Linked DNA regions of Pan troglodytes: region 1 is linked to region 2. A link is a contact called in public Hi-C data. All regions are on one chromosome and are shown on one strand. Each heading gives the region's core, a stretch centred on a gene start, on an enhancer-like site or on the middle of the called end of the contact. The rest is flanking DNA. Distances are from core to core; before and after follow the strand shown.

What was found. A called contact is a pair of places that touch in the nucleus more often than the background predicts.
Region 1: a Hi-C map of stem cell-derived neural progenitor cells shows a contact between it and region 2, with 2.8 times the contacts expected there. The contact joins the promoter of GRIN2A here to the enhancer-like site in region 2. A contact is called at or near these places in 1 of 7 Hi-C or Micro-C datasets (stem cell-derived neural progenitor cells) and 1 of 1 datasets of contacts at active chromatin or transcription factors (stem cell-derived excitatory neurons).

Annotation. Positions count from the first base shown.
Region 1 is chr18:12,805,987-12,809,900 of NHGRI_mPanTro3-v2.0_pri, forward strand. It overlaps GRIN2A (glutamate ionotropic receptor NMDA type subunit 2A), which reads right to left and starts at 1,730. Exons shown (of 12, transcript NM_001034189.1): 1 at 1,317-1,730. The coding sequence starts at 1,730.
Region 2 is chr18:12,663,243-12,667,071 of NHGRI_mPanTro3-v2.0_pri, forward strand. The region is part of intron 1 of GRIN2A (glutamate ionotropic receptor NMDA type subunit 2A); the gene reads right to left. LOC107968785 (a long non-coding RNA gene) reads left to right here. Exons shown (of 3, transcript XR_008539734.1): 3 at 778-1,038. Among named protein-coding and RNA genes, the nearest start is that of GRIN2A, 140 kb to the right of the region's middle. Within about 2 kb of position 1,664, at least 1 of the 24 cell types and tissues checked has an H3K27ac peak or open chromatin away from gene starts, as enhancers often do. A contact at or near this core is called in stem cell-derived neural progenitor cells, where this site is marked.

The sequences.
Region 1 (3,914 bases), core at 480-2,979, 140 kb after region 2:
GAATGTGCTGCAGCCCAGGAGACCTGAAAGAATTAATACGGTTACCAAAGGAGCTGGTAGGAATCGCTGAAACAGAAGCAAAAGCTGATGTGATGAATATAAAAGTGCTTTGAGAGCATCAAAAGGAAAGCGCTACAGTGAATGTCTGCTCACTCCACTAGAATATCTCCTGCCATCTAAGGGACACTCTCCAAGAAGGTCTCAGGGCTAGAGGCTACGGCACACAAGTACACTTACTCTTTCCTCGCCTTCTGAACTCCCAATCTTTTCTCAGGACTTAGAGGACAGTACACACACAACTCCAATCTTTCCCTTTTTTCTCATTCCTCACTTTACTTCTTCATTCCAGCCTTCTTCCTTCCCTCCACTTCTGTGCAATTCCCAAACCAGGCTGTCATAACATCGCCTTCAAATCTCTCTCCCTTCTTCTCCAAACCAAAGCTCCCAGGCTGTCCACAAAAAAGACCCTCCCTCTCATTCAGAGCCAACGGATTTTTGTACACTCTTTCTTGCATTTTGAGACTCTCCAACTTTAGTACCAAGACCCATCTTTGTTCAGGAGCCAACTCCTTCATCTGAGGGCCTTGGAGCCCCAGACAAAGAACACATAAGGAAAATGCCAGGCCCTCCATGCTCTGGGTTTGGAGTTAATTCTCTCCACTCCCACCCACTCCCCTTGAGGAACGGGTCTCTCCTCCGCTCCTCTGGCCCAGGGCTTCTCAAACTCCCCACCTCTGTTCCTCTAACTGCAGAGTCAGAGGAAGCATGACATTTTTTCTGCCCTTTTGTGCTTTACCTAAAAACTTTGCATTTTCTTCCAGAACCTACCCACATTTAATAATTTTTAGAAATAGTTTTAGTCACTTACCATAAGAGGAAAAAATGGACATTTCCCCACAAAACAATCAGGTAAAACTGGCATTGTGAAAATAGGAAGCATATGTCTCCAGTGCTCCTGGGCCCACCTCTGTGCCCCATGGTACTCGTAAATCTCCAAACATGCCACCACCGCCACCACCACCACCCCACAGCCTACTTCTCAGTTTTCTGAGCGCTTCCTGGCACACACACACCAAAGTGCTCCGGTGTACACCATTTTCAGAAACAAGGCAAAAGGCATTTCCATTCATTTCTGGGTTGGAGAGGCAAGACCTGGTTCTCACCAGGGCCAGTGGCCACGACCCTCCCACCCCCACCCCCACCCCCACCCCCACTTCACATCAAGACAGATTCTAGGGGCGTCCGAAGACCTGCAGCAGCTGCCATGCAGCTGGTGGCTTCCCAGGTCCTGGCAGGGCATCAGTTTCCGGCCTTACCTTGTCAGCCATGATCATAGATGCGCCCCCATGAATGCCCAAGATGGGGACGAAGGTGTGGGAGGAGATAAAATCCAGCATCTGGGCTACGGCCTCCTGGTCCGTGTCGTCCCCAAACACGAGGCCGTGGATGCGTGCCCCGGACATGAGGTCGCACACGTGCGTGATGAGGCTCTTGGGGTCGGTGCGGTTCATCAGCAGAGCTACCACGTTCACGTCCAGGGGCAGCCCCGCCGCCTGCTCGGGGCCCCACAGTGTTCGAAGTTCGCGCTCTGTCACGTCGTGGCTGTGACCCAGCATCACCGCAATATTTAGCGCGGGGGGACCCTTCTCCGCCGCCGCGCTCGGCGCCGGACCGCGCCAGACCAGAAGGGCCGGCAGCACCAGCAGGGTCCAATAGCCCACTCTGCCCATAGTCGCCACTGACGGTCCCTGCAAGGTGAAGAGTGAGAGGCAGGGCCGCGGTGAGCAAGGCGACCAGAAGAAAGGGATTACCAACTTGGCCTCCTGCTCTAGGAGCCAGGCATGGAACTTAGCAGCAGGATAGGCTGCTGGGATCACGGACTCCATTCCCAGTCCCCGACGCCATCCACATCCCTCGATCCATCTCTAACTCTATCCACAACTCCAATTCGAGCTAATTCTCCATACCCCAGCCCGTTCTCGCATCCAGCTTCCTCATCCCCTGTCTCCAGGCACTTCCCCATCCCCAACTCTGTCCATATCCCCCACCGCATTCCCCAAGTTCGCCGCGGGCCACAGACCCTAAGCGCCGCGCGTGTTCTGTACCCCACCAAGCTCCTAGGTGCACAGAATAAACCCTCCATCCAACCCCTCCCACCTGGGATAGAGAGGACCAAGTTATCAACCCCGCCCCCTGCTGGCGCGGAGCGAACTACAGACCCCGCAGGGCGTGCGGAGGCGGCACCCAGACCCCGCGTCCCAGCTTGAGAGCTCAGCTAGTTGGCTGACCCCGCCCCCTGCGAGCCCGTCGTGTGCACCACACACTTTGCTCTACGCCCAGCCCCAACTACAGACCCGGCTCCTCTCAGGCAGAGTACACCCCAAGTGCTTGGGAGTGAGGACGCTGCCTGGTGGGCCCAGGCTCCGCTGTGCCTGGGGAACTTGGGGCTCGCCCCACCTCGAGCCAAGGGGCCGTGCAGAGTCCTTCACTCAACAGCAAGTGGGCCCAGGACCCACCCCTACACGCGCGCGTGCACACACACGTGCACACACACACACGCACACACACATGTTCACACACACACCCTCTCTCACGCGCGCCGTGTGCAATGCTGAATTCTGGAGAGTAGGCGCGTCCCCCCGCGGGCCAGCGCGTAGGAGCTGGCAAAGAACGTGCGTAGGGGGAAAGGTAGGCTCCCAAGAAGCTCCCAGACGGACGTGGACTGTACAGCCCCTCCCTAGCCTTTCTACTGCGGGCGCTGTTGCCAAGTCCTAGGTGCACGTGGGCAGTGGGCCGCACACGCTCATAGGCACGCGCGCTTTTCTGCGCACTTCCTCAGACTGCTGTAGCGGTGCCCACGGCCAGCCGGAGTCCTCACATGTCCTCAGGTGGTGCACACGCATGAACGGCGGCAGGTGCACAGCCCTGCGTACCTGCAAATACCAGCACGGTCGTGCACGCGTGCCCTGACGCGCGCCTCTCGGGACGGACGCTGCTGGAGCCGGGGGAAGTTGAGGCGAACTCCAAGAGGCCTCGACGTTCCTGGGTAAGCGCCGCGGAGCGCGGAGCCGCAGCGCCCCCTGGTGCCCCTCCTGCACTTCGCCGCTGGGCTCCCTCCCGCTTTCCCTCTCCCTCTCTAGCCTGATCCCTCTCCCGCTCTCCCTCCGGTCGAGTCTCCCTCCTCCCCGGCCCAAGGAGCCCTGATCTCCCTCTGGGACGTACCTGTAGCCCAAGAAGGTCGAGGATGCAGTGGGGCGCGCTGCGCGCACGAGCATCTCGGCCGCCTCAGCAGCCACCGGGTTTAGCGGGTTCCCGCATGCTGCGGCCCCCGCGCGCTCCCCTGGCTGTCCCGCGCTGTCCGCATCGCCCCCACGGGGGGCGGCTATCCCAGCCGGAGGCTCTGCAGCAGGGCTCTAACGGGGCGGAGGAGAGAAGGAGAGGCAGGGTCAGCCCACCAACGAGGGGAGGGAGGGTTGAGGGGAAGGCTGCAGTCTGCAGTGCTCACAAGCCCCCCTACGCGCCCAGGGGGGCTAGACAAGAGGGGGGAAGCTGAAGCCCGATGCCCACGACGCCCCCAGTGCGGATCCTCAGCCCCTGTGGCTGATAGCGGGAGCTCCACTCCAGGGTGCACAGGAGAATGGGAGCCCCAGGTTGGCCACCCACGAGAAGCTAACTGGGCACCTCCACCCGCACCCCCTACCACCTCCCCAGCGCCGGCTGCTGGGAGTTGTGCGACCGGGAGCTGCTGAGCGAGGGAGGTAGGGAGAGAAAGAGGAGGTAACGAGGGTGGGGGGGGCGCTGGCTGAGTTTGTGACGAGCCAGCAGTAGGAGAGGGGGAGGGAAGGACGCGGGCTCCCGCGGTCCCGGTTCCCCGAGGGAGGTGGATCTTTCCCACGCAGAGACCCTCTTGTGAT
Region 2 (3,829 bases), core at 414-2,913:
TGTAAGATCAAGGTGTCGGTGGTTCCCTCTGGAGTCTCTGAAGGACAATCTATTTCATGCCTTTCTTCCAGCTTCTGGTAGCCTCAGGCATTCCTTGGCTCATAGATGGCATTCTATTTATGCCATAATAAAAATATTAGTACTTACTTTTTTTTTTTTTTTTTTTTGAGATGGATTCTCACTCTGTCACCCAGGCTGGAGTGCAGTGGCGCAATCTCGGCTCATTGCAAACGCCATTCTCCTGCCTCATCCTCTGGAGTAGCTGGGACTACAGGCACCCGCCACAACGCCCGGCTAATTTTTTTTTTTTTTGTATTTTTAGTAGAGATGGCATTTCACTGTGTTAGCCAGGATGGTCTCGATCTCCTGACCTTGTGATCCGCCCGCCTTGGCCTCCCAAAATGCTGGGACTACAGGCGTGAGCCACTGTGCCTGGCCAGTATTATTTTTTTTAAGATTGTATGCAGCTTCATACCATCTCTCCTCTCTGCATGTCTGTTTCTGTGTCCAATTTTCCCCTCTTTATAAGGACACCAGTCTTATCAGATTAGGGCTCACACTAATGACCTCCTTTTAACTTGATTACCTCTGTAAAGACCCTCTCTCCAAATAAGGTCACATCCTGAGGTACTGAGGGTTAGGACTTCAACATATATTTTGTTTTGGTGGGGGATACAACCCATGATGCCTTGTCAGATGACACCTCCAATCCCAGGAGGATCCATGCCATGGAGACAAACAACTCATTATTTGCCTTGATGACCTGTCATCTCATAGACACCTCCCTGGATGGATGGAGCACTGGAATTTGGGCTACCAGAGAGTTCCGCCTCGGTTAGCAGAAGTAATTTGCCTGTGTCCTTATGCAACATGCTGACCTGGTCAGTCATTTAAATGAAAGGGCACGGCAGCCATGCAAAACTCTATCTCCCTAATGCTTTTCTTCCCATTGCTTTCTTCTTCTTGAAATATAAAAACGACCCTGTTGTATAACTGCATTCCATTGCACTGCATTAACTAAACCAATTCTAAGTTCTTTTGTGGAAACATCGTGATCACTTCTCCGCTCGCATGCACTAACAGCCCGCATTTGAAGCCTCTCCCCGCCGTGTGCAGCCCTGCCACCCTCCACCGCACCCGACACGCATTATCCAGAGTGATCATTCTAAAAAGTATATTGGACTAAGTTACTTAAAACCTGCTTAAAACCCTTTAATGTTTCCCCTTCCCTAAGATAAAGTCTAAACCCCTTAGCATGATATTCAAGGGTCTTCATTCATCTCCATCTGACAGCTTCTCTACTCCTATTTCTTTTATTATTGGTTTTTATTTTTTAGAGACAGGGTCTTGCACTGTCACCCAGGCTGGTGTGCAGTGGAGTGATCAGAGTTCACTGCAGCCTCTACCTCCTGGACTGAGGTGATCCTCCCACCTCAGCCTCCTGAGTATCTGAGACAGGCACATGCCACCACACCCAGCTAATTTTTGTATTACAGTGACAGGGTCTTGCTATGTTGCCCAGGCTACTCTCCAACTCCTGGATTCAAGCAATCCTCTTGTCTCAGCCTCCCAAATTGTTGAGATTACAGGCATGAATCATTGTGCCTGGCTCTACTCCCATTTCTAAGCCCTCTCCCACACCCAGCAGTCCTTCCAGACAAACCCAGCTGTCTGCAGCTCCTCCCAGTCTACATCATAATCCCCTGGAATGCTTTTCTGCCTTAGTCTGTTCAGGCTGCTGTAACAAAACACATAAACTGCGCGTAAAAACAACAGACATTTATTTCTCTCAGTTCCAGAGGTTGGGAAGTCCAAGATCAAGGTGCCAGCATATTTGGTGTCTGGTGACGGTCAGCTTCCTGGATTACAGGCACTGCCTTCTCACTGTGTCCTCACAGTGGAAGGGTCTAGAGATTTTTGCCTTGCCTGGCTTGCCCTAATCCCATTCATGACTTAATCACCTCCCAAAGGCTCCACCCCACCTCAGCCTATCACTTTGGAGATCAAGATTTCAACATATGGATTCTAGGAGGACGCTAACATTCAAACCACAGCACTTTTCCTCCTCTTGTCTAGACCTGTGTTTCTCAACCCCAGCACTGCGAACATTTGGGGCTGGATAACTCTGCATTGGAGGGGGCTGTCCTGCACACACTGTAGGTTATTTACAAGCATCCCTGTCCTCTACCTACTAGATGCCAGTAGCAACTTCACCTCATCCCCAGTTTGGACAACAGAAAAACCTACATATTGCCGGCCGGGCGCGGTGGCTCACGCCTGTAATCCCAGCACTTTGGGAGGCCGAGGCGGGCGGATCACGAGGTCAGGAGATAGAGACCATCCTGGCTAACATGGTGAAACCCTGTCTCTACTATAAAAAACACAAAAAAAATTACCCGGGCATGGCAGCAGGCGCCTGTAGTCCCAGCTACTAGGGTGGCTGAGGCAGGACAATCGCGTGAACCCAGGAGGCGGAGCTTGCAGTGAGCCGAGATCGCGCCACTGCACTCCAGCCTGGGCGACAGAATGAGACTCCTTCTCAAAAAAAAAAACAAAACAAAAAAACAAAAACCCACCCTAGATATTGCCAAATGTCCCCTGGCCTAGATAATTCCAACTAGTCCTTCAAAAATCAGGGCAGTGTCACCTCCTCCAGGAAGCCCCCTGGCCCCCTCATCCCCCAAACAGCAGCAAATTCACTGCGTGTTTACTTTAGCTCTTTCCCACATCAGACTGAAACCAGGTCTGCTTCTATTTTGTGCCCCTGACGCTAGCACAGTGCCCGCCCGGCAGGGAGCAGACATCCCCTCCCACCCCCCAATGTCCCCACTGATGTCTGTTGATCAACTAGATGATAGAAAGTGAGTGGAAAAGAAAGGCAGAGGGGGGACCCACTCTTGTTCCTTGGTGCCAGGGTTTAAAGAGGTTTGGCTGCATCTAGCGTGTTTTCTCAGATGCTCTCTTGCTCACGACTCAAAGGCGAATACAAATGTGCATTCGTAGCGGGGGCAGGGATGAACTGCACTCCAAACCTGCACCAAAAACCTGCTCTCTATCCCCAGGGTCTCAGGTAAATGTGGCTTTGTTTAAAAGCGCATTCTCTGGATCTTCTGTTTTCATTTTTAAACTGTAAAAGATAGAGTTGTTTGTTTGAAAATCGAGACGCTAAACTCTAAGTCTTTTGCTGAAGCTCCTCTCCCTAGGGGCAGGATGGGAGCAAGGCTTACCAAGGCTGCCACCTACAGAACAGAGGGCAGCGAGGACTGCGCAGCAGCGGGAGGGACCGGTGGCGTTGGGCGTGGGGAGGGTCTGCGCGGGGAGGGTCCGCACCCGGGAGTGGGGGCGGCTGCTCGCTCTACTCCTGGGAGGGGCCTTTCTAAGGACCAGGTGCTGGGCAGAAGCCCCCTCCCTCACTCAGCAATGAGGAGCCTGAGCAAATGAGCAAGGTTGCGAGAGAGAGGGGAGTCCTGGTCCGCACCGCTCAGAGGAGGGGTGCGGCAGCCACACACTCACCAGGTACACACTCGCAATCCAGCACACTCACAGCGCACATGCAAACACAACCCACAAAAACACACAATACACCTCCACACTGCACAGATACACAACACACACATCCACACTATACATACACGCTCGCAACTTCGCACGCTCACAGTGCACACACACACCCACAAACACACCCAACACACACATCCACACCACGCAAATACACTGCACACACACGCAACACAACCATACCACACACACAAATACACAACGTACACATCTACACATACACACTCGCAACTTCACACTCACAGTGCACACGCGCACACCCACAAATGCA